Regions from separate parts of the Mus musculus genome. Here region 1 is linked to region 2. The links are chromatin contacts, called in public Hi-C maps. All regions are on one chromosome and are shown on one strand. The core of a region is the stretch at or near the end of the contact, and the rest is flanking DNA. Distances in the headings are between cores, read along the strand shown.

Region 1 (4,839 bases), core at 2,208-4,707, 530 kb before region 2:
TCCCCTATTCCGGACTTCAATGCATCACATTATTGTGTCTGGCTCTCATATCTCTCTGTCTTCTGTTATCTGTATATGTCTTCGAGTGTGTCTTGTTTTTCCCTCAGATAGACAATTTTGAAGTGTGTGCTTGTTGGATATTTTGAGGAATGTTCCTTCCTCAAATTCGAATCTATGTGCCACTCTCTTGCATGCTCTGGGACTCTGGATTAGGAGGAAGAGAACCCATGTGACTGACGAGCCCTTCTCTCTCCCATCCTCTTTTCTGTCAGCAGCTGCACCGCAGTCCGCAGTCATTCGAAAGCTCTGACTGGTGAGATTCATGTTGATCACGTGGTAAGGTTTTGGGCTCGTAAACTTTCTGCAATGCATTGCTTTTCTCAGGTCTTCTATGACAGCAAGCCAGCAACCCAGCTCAGGGTGCCATGGGTTGAGAAATTAAGCCTGACCTTTGGGAATTTTCTGTTGGATTCCCCAGACACTCCTCAGGTTATCTCTTCAGGATTTTACATGCATGGTTGAGGTCATTTCTTTTTTCCTATTTTATCTGCCTTTCATATTTTTCAAGTTCTAAACTTTCCCTTTTCTTCTAAAGTATCACTTAGGTATCCTAATATACATCCTTTTTTGTTTTTTGTTTTGTTTTGTTTTTTGTTTTGTTTTGTTTTTTGAGACGGGGTTTCTCTATATAGCCCAGGCTGTCCTGGAACTCACTCTGTAGACCAGGCTGGCCTCAAACTCAGAAATCCACCTGCCTCTGTCTCCTGAGTGCTGGCATTAAAGGTGTGCACCACCATGCCTTACATTCTTACCTGATTATATTTTCCTTAATATGTGACCCATTGATAAAACATGGTATATTTTGAAGCCATACCTCTCAGTAGCTCTCATTCTGCTTCCTTAAACCACGTATTTTACTTCACAGTGTGTATTTACCTGTATACGCCATTACTTTTATTAGCATTTTTAACATAAAGCTTTAAAGTCCATAGAAAGAATCCACTTGTTCACTTCTGGTCACCAACCTCATCAAAAAGGAAAGATAATTACACAGTTTGGAAGACCCACATACCAAAGGGCTTGTTACCGTGTTTATAAGACTTCAAGAGTTTGTCAAGAATTTCAGAGCCAGGTGTATCCACTCTGCATAACTGTAATCCTGGCGTGCAGGGAGCCTGCAGAGGAAGGACTGAGAGTTCAAAGCCAGTCTAGACAGCTTTGCACGACCCCTCTATCCCGTTCAAGTCCTAACCAGGCCCGATCCTGCTTAGCTTCTGAGATAAGAGGAGATCGAGCTCGTTCAGGGTGGTCTGGCCGTAGACAATCCCTCTCTCAAAATTAAACAATAATAACAGCAAAGGTATTTTTTTAAAAAAAGGAACTTTTTTTTGAGTAAAAAAATTGGTCAGTGTAGAGCTAGAAATTATCAAGAAAGTTGGGGAATCATAGAATGTGTTTTTCAGGGGTAGCAATTGCTCCTCCTCAAGTATGCAAGTCATAAGAAATTCCAGCCATCATAGGTACAAGATTAACTACAAACCACCATGTCAAGAAGAATAAGACAAAAAGCACCCATGTTATTTTTTTTAATAAAACTTTTATTTTTACTTCATTTGTAACAGTCCTTTGAACGTCTCTGTCCCGAGCGAGACGAGACCAGGAGAAACAGGGTTAAAGAATGTAAAAGGGCATTATGCCCTACCAACTAGACACAAAATGTCCAAGGGAAGCGTCAACACGTGCGTGTTGACCATACAATATGAAAGACGACTTTCAATAAATAACTGACATTCTTTTCAAGACATACAAACACAGCCTCCCACACATGTCCTCACCCTAATACATACAAAACATAATACTAAACTCTATCTCTCTGCACTTCTTTTCGCACAACACCCTTCTACTAGCACAGTGGTTGACACTTAGTGGTCTCCCAATAAATATTAGTTTAATGAAATATTTTAAGCCTACCCATCTTTAAACTGAACAAGCAGAACTGAACTACCATCGATGAAATGTATCCACACTGTTAAATATTAATGTAAAATAAAAACCACACACTTTGTGGAATAAATAAATACATAAATAAATAGGACCCTCAAAAGAAATTGTATAGTGTTGTCAGAAGCCAGCGTTCACCAGACAGGTGCCATCAGAGCAGTCTGTCTTCTTTCTCCGTTACTTGGGGACACCTCTGCAATCAGAAAAGAGTCATTGTTACAAATAGTCATCAAAGCCTTTCTTCTTTTATTCCAGCCCCTGAGGCTCCAGATGGGCTTTCTACATGTCTACACTTGCACCCAGAGTTCTGTACTGTCGGTTCCTGTGGAGTCAATCACTTGACTTGGAAAACAAAAACAAACAAAAACAAAAACAAACAAACAAAAACCTACTTCAGCATGGGTTAATTTACAAGTGTGACTTTAATCCTCTCTCACTCACAACTCTGTGATATAGCTGCTATTATCTCCCCTACTTGGCTTAAATTCAATAAATTATGTAACATTCACAGAGACCTTAGCCTTGAACTCAGGGAAATCTCACTGGCAAAAGAAGGCTCGGGCATGCTTTGCCAGCCCCTAAGGAGACTTTTAAAGGCTATTGGCGACTTCTCCATCTTTTAGGAACTGTTGCCACTGACCATTTGCATAGGGGTTTTGAGTGTGGTAATAATTATACACAATAGTAATTGTGTAATATACAATAGTAATTGTGTCCAAGAGGACACAATTCTCTAGCATCAGAACCAATTAATGATCTCAAATTAAGGTCAATTACCAAAATAATAACCACAACTTTCCGACCTCCTGATAAACACAGACTTTCCTTGATAGAATTAACGTTCAGGGGTCATATGCCAGTACTCCCACCCTTGACTCTAGTCTCGGGTACAAACACAAGTCACAACTCACTTTAGCATCTTTTGGACAATTTTCTGAACCAAGGGAGCTTCAGGGTCAAGGCAAGCCTCGCGACCATTCTTGAGTGTGGCTCTGCAGAGAGAAGGATAGACCCACATGTTAGGCATTCCCACTAGGAGAAGTGTGGGGGCGCGGGAGGGTTTGGGCGAGTCTGGAAGTGGCAGAAGCTAACCGGGAAGATACTCACATGACTTCGGTTTGGGTGCAGTGGGGCCCTGAGGGCAACACCTTCAAGCTCTGGATGTTCTTGAGGTGAATCCCAGCCATGGTCTGCAGGCACTGACAGCGCAGCTCATTGGCGATAGGCGCCCCTATGGGAGAAGACTCTTGGTCAGCGGGACTGTGGGAGGCTGCGCTCACCAGAGGTCCCTCCTCCCCCAGTGGCAGTGGCGAGACCTACCTGTGGCCAGGCGGCTGGTGGCCAGCAGCAGCAGCGCTGCACAGAGAAGCGAGCGGGTGGCTGGGATCATGGTGCTGTGTTGGAGTGTGGCTGGAGTCTGGAGTGCTGGAACTGGTTAGAGGCTCTGAGTCCTGTTGTGGAGCTCTAGGGCTCCCGCGAGCCCCTTTTATGCTCGAAACTCCAGAGCTCCGGGCCAGGGAAATTCCCGGAGTACAGGGTGTTTCCCTGCAACCGGAAAGGACATCGCTCCTCCCCCTTGCTCCACTCCCAAGGATTAGACTCTGGGATTTTTGCTTTTTGCCCCAAAGTCCCAAAGGGGAGGGAGTGACGTGCTTCGCTGGACAAGTGACGGCTGGGGGGTTGGGGGGGGGAGGAGTAGTGAGACTTCAGAGTCTCCAGTGCTCAGGGCGAGGTGGGTCACACGCGTTATGTGCACGTGGGCGCCACGCCACCTAGGATTCCACTTGGTGTACTACAGTGATTTGCGGGGATGGAAGCTTGTCTTGTTTTTTGAGTGTGGCAGATTAACGCATTCTTTAAAAAGACATCTACCCTCTCTTATCCCACGTGAGGTGGTTTGCTTTTGCCAACTGTTTTTGTGGTAAATCACAGTTGGTGGTTTGTATCAGGGAGGCATGTGAAGAGGGTGAGGAGAAAGATCACTGTCAAGGTTAGGTCCCTGTTTATTTTAGAATGCTGTAGCAATCTCCTCTTTGTTTTTTGAGCTTGGGAACTTCCCGAAAGTCCGAACTCCCGGTGTGGTTCCTGAAGCATCCCTACCCTGCTGTATAGCAGGTCATATTTTGTTTTGACTAAGGAAAGTCCACGGGAAAGCTGTGGGTTTTTTTCTGGGCTGAGGAGGGGGTTCCTAGATATAAAAGGCCACAGATGTCACAAGCACCAGTCTAACAGCAAAGGGCTATGGCTTTATATAACTATTAGTCTACTTGTACAACTATTTTCATGCTATCTGAATCTATCTGTATTGTAAAACTGAGTCTTTGAATATTATTATTATTATTATTATTATTATTATTATTATTATTAATTACTACTCAGGGTTACCTAGAACTAGCTATTGAACTTCCAAGCCTTCTCCTCCCACCTTCCAAGTGCTTCTTAGACTCAGGAGCCAATACACCAGACTTAGATAATTACTGACATATTTGTTGCTCTCTATTTAAACAATTTCAGAATCTGCCTGAATGCAGTCTTAGGTCTCCAGATTGTTGTCGTTATTGTTGTTTGTTTGTTTGTGTTTGTTTTTGTCATTGTTGGTATTTGAATGTAGATCCTAGCTGAACATCCATTGATTCTATGTCTCTGTGAGGGAGAACTGGAGCTATCATGTAAGAAACCCTTGGTCTGGGTGTACTCTACATGTGGAGCTACAGAGGCAGCCTGACTATTAGGATTAAAACTTCAGCTTCAACGAGTCCCCACGCAATGGTCACTGGCAATCTCTCCAACCTCAAGTATGTTTCTCATCTGTAAAAGAAAGCCAATAGTAGCATTTGC
Region 2 (5,362 bases), core at 400-2,899:
TACACAATAGTGTTCTGTATTATGTTGTATACTGGAACTCAGCTTTAGGCAGATGTTTAGCATTTTGTATATTTACTATTACACACAGAGAAGCCCCTGGAAACACAGACTCTGATTTCAGAGATAACACACACAGTAGACACATGAAGTTTTGCCTCAATGAATTGATTTAGTCATCACCAATTCGTCTGTGGTACTCCGTAGTGTACTGGCAACTGCCCACATTTCATATGGTATGCCAGTACTAAAAAGAAAATGCAAAAAAAAAAAAAAATTAAAAAATAAATAAAATAAATCAGGCACTCAGCTAAACTTAGAAGTCTTAAAATGGTAACTTTGTCAGTTGAGGGACTTTTTTATCTTGTGCCAGTACATCTGTCTTTGATGTTTGCTTTATTTTCCTTATGTCACTACTCGTACTAGCCCAGAAATGGCTAATTCTGAGTTCAATAAGCTACATAAACATGACACGGTGGTGTACAGACCCATATAATCTCAGGAAGATCGCCAGTTCAAGGCTAGCCTGGGCTACACTGGAGACGTCTGTTTGAAGAAGAAAGCTACATTTCAATCGGTCTGCAAGTTTTCTAAGTACTCAAAATGATCTCAGAATCCAGACCGAGAAATGCATACGATGATGGCCCAGCTCCCACACCCACCTCTTCGGAAGTGTATAGTCTTAAAAATCACTAGATTCCGTTCCTGCACATTACAAAGGTGTACAAAATAGTCAGATTTAGGAAGCCTAGGACCCGAGACTCAAACTCGGACAAGAGTTTTCTAAGTGAGGACGTGATCGCTCCAAGGGATGGTGGAGGGGAAACAGTTTTCTTTTGGACCTGACTTCAGTCTCTCTCCTCTCACGAAGTTCTCTCGGAAGATCCAATGCTCTCTGGCTTAGGCGGTGGAGAAAATGGCCAGGCAGGAAAAGTCCATCCAGGAGGTCCGGGGCGAGGCCCCACCTCCCGGATCTGAGGGGCCAGGCCTCGCGCTCGCCCAGCTTCCCCCGCGCTTCTGCGCTCGCCCCCGACTTAGCCCGGGCCCCACTGCTCGCCATCCCACTGCCTCTGCTTCCCTGCGCCCACGCACGCACGCTCGATCGCTCGCTCGCTCGCGGGGGAGCCCACTCCCCGGCCCTGGAGTCTGCACTTGGGAGAGGCAGGCAGGGCTCCGCGCTCGCGCGGCCGCCGCGGCGCCGGCTGATGGCGTCACCCGCGCTTCCGCCTGCGGCTGCGTTCTAATACGAAGCCAGGAAGGAAGGAGGGAGGGCTGCAGGGCTGTGTGTGTGGGGGAAGTAGCGCGGAGAAGACAAGCCACCCAGGCGCTCGTTCGCCCGCCCGCTTGCTCGCTCGCTCGTTCATTCGCTCGCCCGCCCGCCCGCCCGCGGTCCCTGCTTGCGGTCCCCGCTCAGACTCGGTCTCCCCAGAGGAAGCCACTCCAGGCGCACTCCCCCGGCGGCTCCTTCCGGACGCCTGCTCGGCTTTCCCGGGCACGGCGTTCGCGCTCCGCCTCGCCCCCCCTCAGCCCTCCCGCTCTCTCTCCCTCCCTCCCTTCCCTCCCTCCCTCTCTCCCTCCCTCCGCCAAGCTCCCCGCCCTTAGTATCGCGAGACGAGGTGAGAGCTGGCGGAGCGGCGGCGGCGGCGGCGGCAGTAGAGGTGACCGAGGCGGTGGCGGCGGCGGCGGCCCGGAGCGCTGTGTCGGCCCCGGCGCGACCGAAGTCGCGGTAGAGCGGAGCCCCCCCACGCCCCTCCCCCGTCCGCGTCCCCCACCCCCTCTTCCCGCGGGGATGGAGAAGGCGACGGTTCCGGCGGCGGCTGAGGGAGAAGGGAGTCCCCCGGCGGCGGCGGCAGTGGCGGCCCCCCCCGCGGCGGCGGCGGCGGAGGTCGGCGGCGGGGCTCGCCCGGCCTCTTCTCCTCGTGGGATGGTGCGAGTCTGCGACCTGCTCCTGAAGAAGAAGCCACCGCAGCAACAGCAGCAGCAGCAGCCGCCGCACCACAAGGCCAAGCGGAACCGGACTTGCCGACCCCCGAGCAGCAGCGAAAGCAGCAGCGACAGCGACAACAGCGGCGGCGGTGGCGGTGGAGGAGGAGGAGGAGGCGGCGGCACCAGCAGCAACAACAGCGAGGAAGAGGAGGACGACGACGACGAGGAAGAGGAGGTTTCTGAGGCAAGGGCCTGGTTTCACCTCGAGGAGGGCGGAAGGGACCGTGGAGGGCCTAAGGTGGGAGGGGACTCGCGGTGGGACCGAGCCCTCGGGGCTTACGATCTGCCCTGAGGGACCGGGCTTTCGGCTGCCCCCTTTCTTTGCTCGGCCTGAGTCGTGAGGTGTGGGGACGTGGGGGAGGGTAGCTGACACGTGGGGGTGGGAGGACCGGAGAGTGCACGGAGTTGCCGAGAAGCTGGCTAGCCGAGGATGCTGCTTCGCAGGGTGAAGGGTGGAGGGATTGATTGGTCGGATTCCCGGGTGGCACTTTGGGGCCGAAGGGTGGTCTCTCTGGGGCCAGTAAGGCCACCTCATTCCCGGGGCGGGGGCGGAGCTAAAGCGGGAGGGGTAAGATAATAGGTAGGAGAGTCTCCGGGGGACCGACTGCGAGCTTGGTAGTTTTCTGTCAGTGGAAGGTGGCCGGGAGCAGTTGTGGAGGGGCGGTAAGATTGTAATGGACTCGGAGCTAAGTATTTGTATCTGGGAGAGACACGTGAGAGGCTGTACTTTTCCATACTGTTTTGCTGCAGGGCTTTTTCTTTTCTCTTTCTCTCTCTCTCTCTCTCTCTCTCTCTCTAAACTCGTGGCTGCTGAAGTACTCTTCGCTTCCTCGATTTGTGAAAGATTTATGGATGAGCCGATCTTCTATCCCTCCATATGCGTTTACAAGTGACTTAGTACGTAAAAATTGTTAGGTGCTCTGCGTGTATGTGTAATAATCCATCGGGTTCTCCCTTAATAAGAAATAATCAAACCATACCCCGCTTTTATTTAATTAACTTTATTTATTTATCTATTGTAAAGTAAGCAGGGATGAAGTGTCTGTTTTGCACCCGGGCATGGTTGTGATTGGGATAGGGAGGCCTTATGTTCTAGTGATCTGGTTTCATAACTCCTTATAGTTTTTCCTGGGTCTACAGACAGGCGGCGTTGTAGGACCTTATTCCTTTTAACCCAAAAGCTTAATGAACCATACTGATAGCAAACTATGACCTACCAGTTGTTAGTTCTTTTAGAACAAACCCTTTTGTCAATATTAGGAAATGGAAGCTTTAAACACCCAAATATGGAGGAAATAGTAACTCGAGGCAGCAGAGGGAAAGAAGCTGTAAAAGTTGATTCTAAAGAGAAGACTAATTGAATTATCCAGAAATACTGCGTGCCACACTAGAGCCTGGTAAAAGGCTGCTTTTGAGTTAATTTGATTTCTTCTTTCCCATCCAGGTTCTGTTTATGTAGAGACCTTGGAAAGAGACTTGAGGCTCACCTGTTAGCAATAAGACAAACATTTTTTCCCTAACCTTAGATGAAGCTACATCGTAGAAAAAAGTTCTAAGAGTAGGAATATATATACCTCCAAACTTGTCCCTTCTGTTATTTCTATTGGGCCTATTGTGGTAAATGTGTATGGGTAGTTTGTACTTGCTTATTGATTGATTCTGGACAGCGTGTTGCTCAGGCTTCATTGTAAGCAATGTAGGCAAGGCTTAGTGTCTAGCAGGCCTAAGGCCCTAGACACCCTTAAATCAAACAAACACAAAAGAGAAAGCAAAACTTTAATATTGAAACAATGATGAGAAGGACGTGATGGAATCCTTTTCTGTTTTGGTACTTAGAATTGGCCAGCTTTATAGTTCTCAGAAGTGGGAAAGACTTTTCCTCTGCAGCTCAGCCTCTTTATTTTAAAAATAAGGGCAGCAAGGTTTAAAGGATACTGGAGGATAGTGTCTGATAGTTGCAAAAGTAGGAATCAAAGTTTTTAGAGACTCAGTGACATCTGTACATTTTGTCTCCCTTCTGACCTATTTCAAAAACTGGTGCTGAATTTCAGGTTTAGCAACTGTGAGTAAACCACCAGTAGTAAGATTTTAAGTTTTCTAACATTAAGCTCTGGTTTGGAACAAGGCCGTATACTTAATGTAATACTTAAAGAAGAATTCTGCTACAAACTGCACCTCCCTAGGTAGTTTTGTCCATGACCTGATATTTCCTCAAGTTGTATAGATGGCTTGAAGCATGTGGGTATGTTCCTTTTGTAGGTCTGAGTTTTTCATCTGAGAATATGTACAATATGTACTTTGACCAGCTAAGACAGTGTTGATCCTTACTGTGTTTTGCACTGCCATCTTCACAAGTAAAGCAATAGGTTTGTCATTTGTTGGGTGAAATATATGTAATAAGAAAGCTGAGCCATTAAAGAAATGTCTGTAACACATGATGAGAAATGGGCATGATAGAAAGGACTGGCCTGCATGCTGTGATCAGAGTGAAGGGGTGAAGCTCTGAGCTGTGTGCTGCAACTTGGAGTCAGGTGGGCGGGTTGGGTTGTGCAATAGTTTCTTTTCTCTTTCACTGTCTTTACATGTCTTCAGAAGTTTAATTTTCAGGACTTGGGAAGTGTACTTTTTTTTTCCCCAAAATTATTTTGGCCTACACAGTTTACAAATGCAGATAATCTGATCCTTGAACTAATTCTCCTGTAAAAATCATCAAAAGGTTAGGAGAGCATCTGAAAGTGTATACTTCTGCGGTGTCTCACTTGAAGATGTTGAAGGATGACAACATGACAAAAAGAAATGTTAGCTGGACATCCTATGTCTGGTGAAAGAGGAAAAATGGGAGAGAACATGGATTTAAGTAAGAGCTTTATTTGTAAGTTTTAGTACCTAGTTGCAAGCCCTATTTATCCTTTAGAGTAGGTATCTCCAAAGTATCTCCGATTGGATGGAATGGTTTTGATGCTCGTATAGCCTCAGCTGTACCTGGAAAGCGTGCAGAAGATTGAAAACTTTTCCTCTCTTCCCTTCTTTTGGCACAAGACTTTACCTCTAAGTTGAAAGTCTAATTTGCTCAGCTTTCAATGGGCTACTGACTAGTAAGGAACAAAATATATTTCCCAACATAGAAACACGTTGTACATTGGATTGAACTAAATATTTACAAGAAAAAGGTAGAATTGGAAGAGTTTATACTTCATTTCAGAAATAATATTGCATTCTATTGAACACACTTTGGGATATGAGTGGAAGGCAGCTTTCTCTGAAGCACAATTCAAAGGGAGGAAATGTTAATGATAGAACTTTTAAGTTCAAGAGCAATGTTGTTGAAGAGAAAAGAATAAAATATAAGTATGGTGAGAGTCGATCAGAATTCCACCTA

Evidence for each region. Hi-C and Micro-C count contacts between places; a contact is called where the count stands out from the background.
Region 1: a contact with region 2 is called in a Hi-C map of Sertoli cells, with 4 times the contacts expected there. The contact joins the promoter of Cxcl1 here to the promoter of Ankrd17 in region 2. A contact is called at or near these places in 3 of 39 promoter capture datasets (the HPC-7 cell line and liver), 1 of 15 datasets of contacts at CTCF or cohesin (the NIH/3T3 cell line), 3 of 484 Hi-C or Micro-C datasets (Sertoli cells, granulosa cells and muscle stem cells), 7 of 115 datasets of contacts at active chromatin or transcription factors (the NIH/3T3 cell line, T-cell acute lymphoblastic leukemia, bone marrow-derived macrophages and 3 more) and 2 of 9 other capture datasets (liver and macrophages).

The regions. Positions count from the first base shown.
Region 1 is chr5:90,889,863-90,894,701 of GRCm38.p6, reverse strand. It overlaps Cxcl1 (chemokine (C-X-C motif) ligand 1), which reads right to left and starts at 3,457. Exons shown (of 4, transcript NM_008176.3): 1 at 3,322-3,457; 2 at 3,109-3,232; 3 at 2,913-2,993; 4 at 1,581-2,194. The coding sequence starts at 3,391. The coding sequence ends at 2,179.
Region 2 is chr5:90,362,472-90,367,833 of GRCm38.p6, reverse strand. Ankrd17 (ankyrin repeat domain 17) reads left to right here and starts at 1,649. Exons shown (of 34, transcript NM_030886.2): 1 at 1,649-2,167. The coding sequence starts at 1,787. It overlaps Gm9958 (predicted gene 9958), which reads right to left and starts at 837. Exons shown (of 1, transcript NR_045618.1): 1 at 1-837.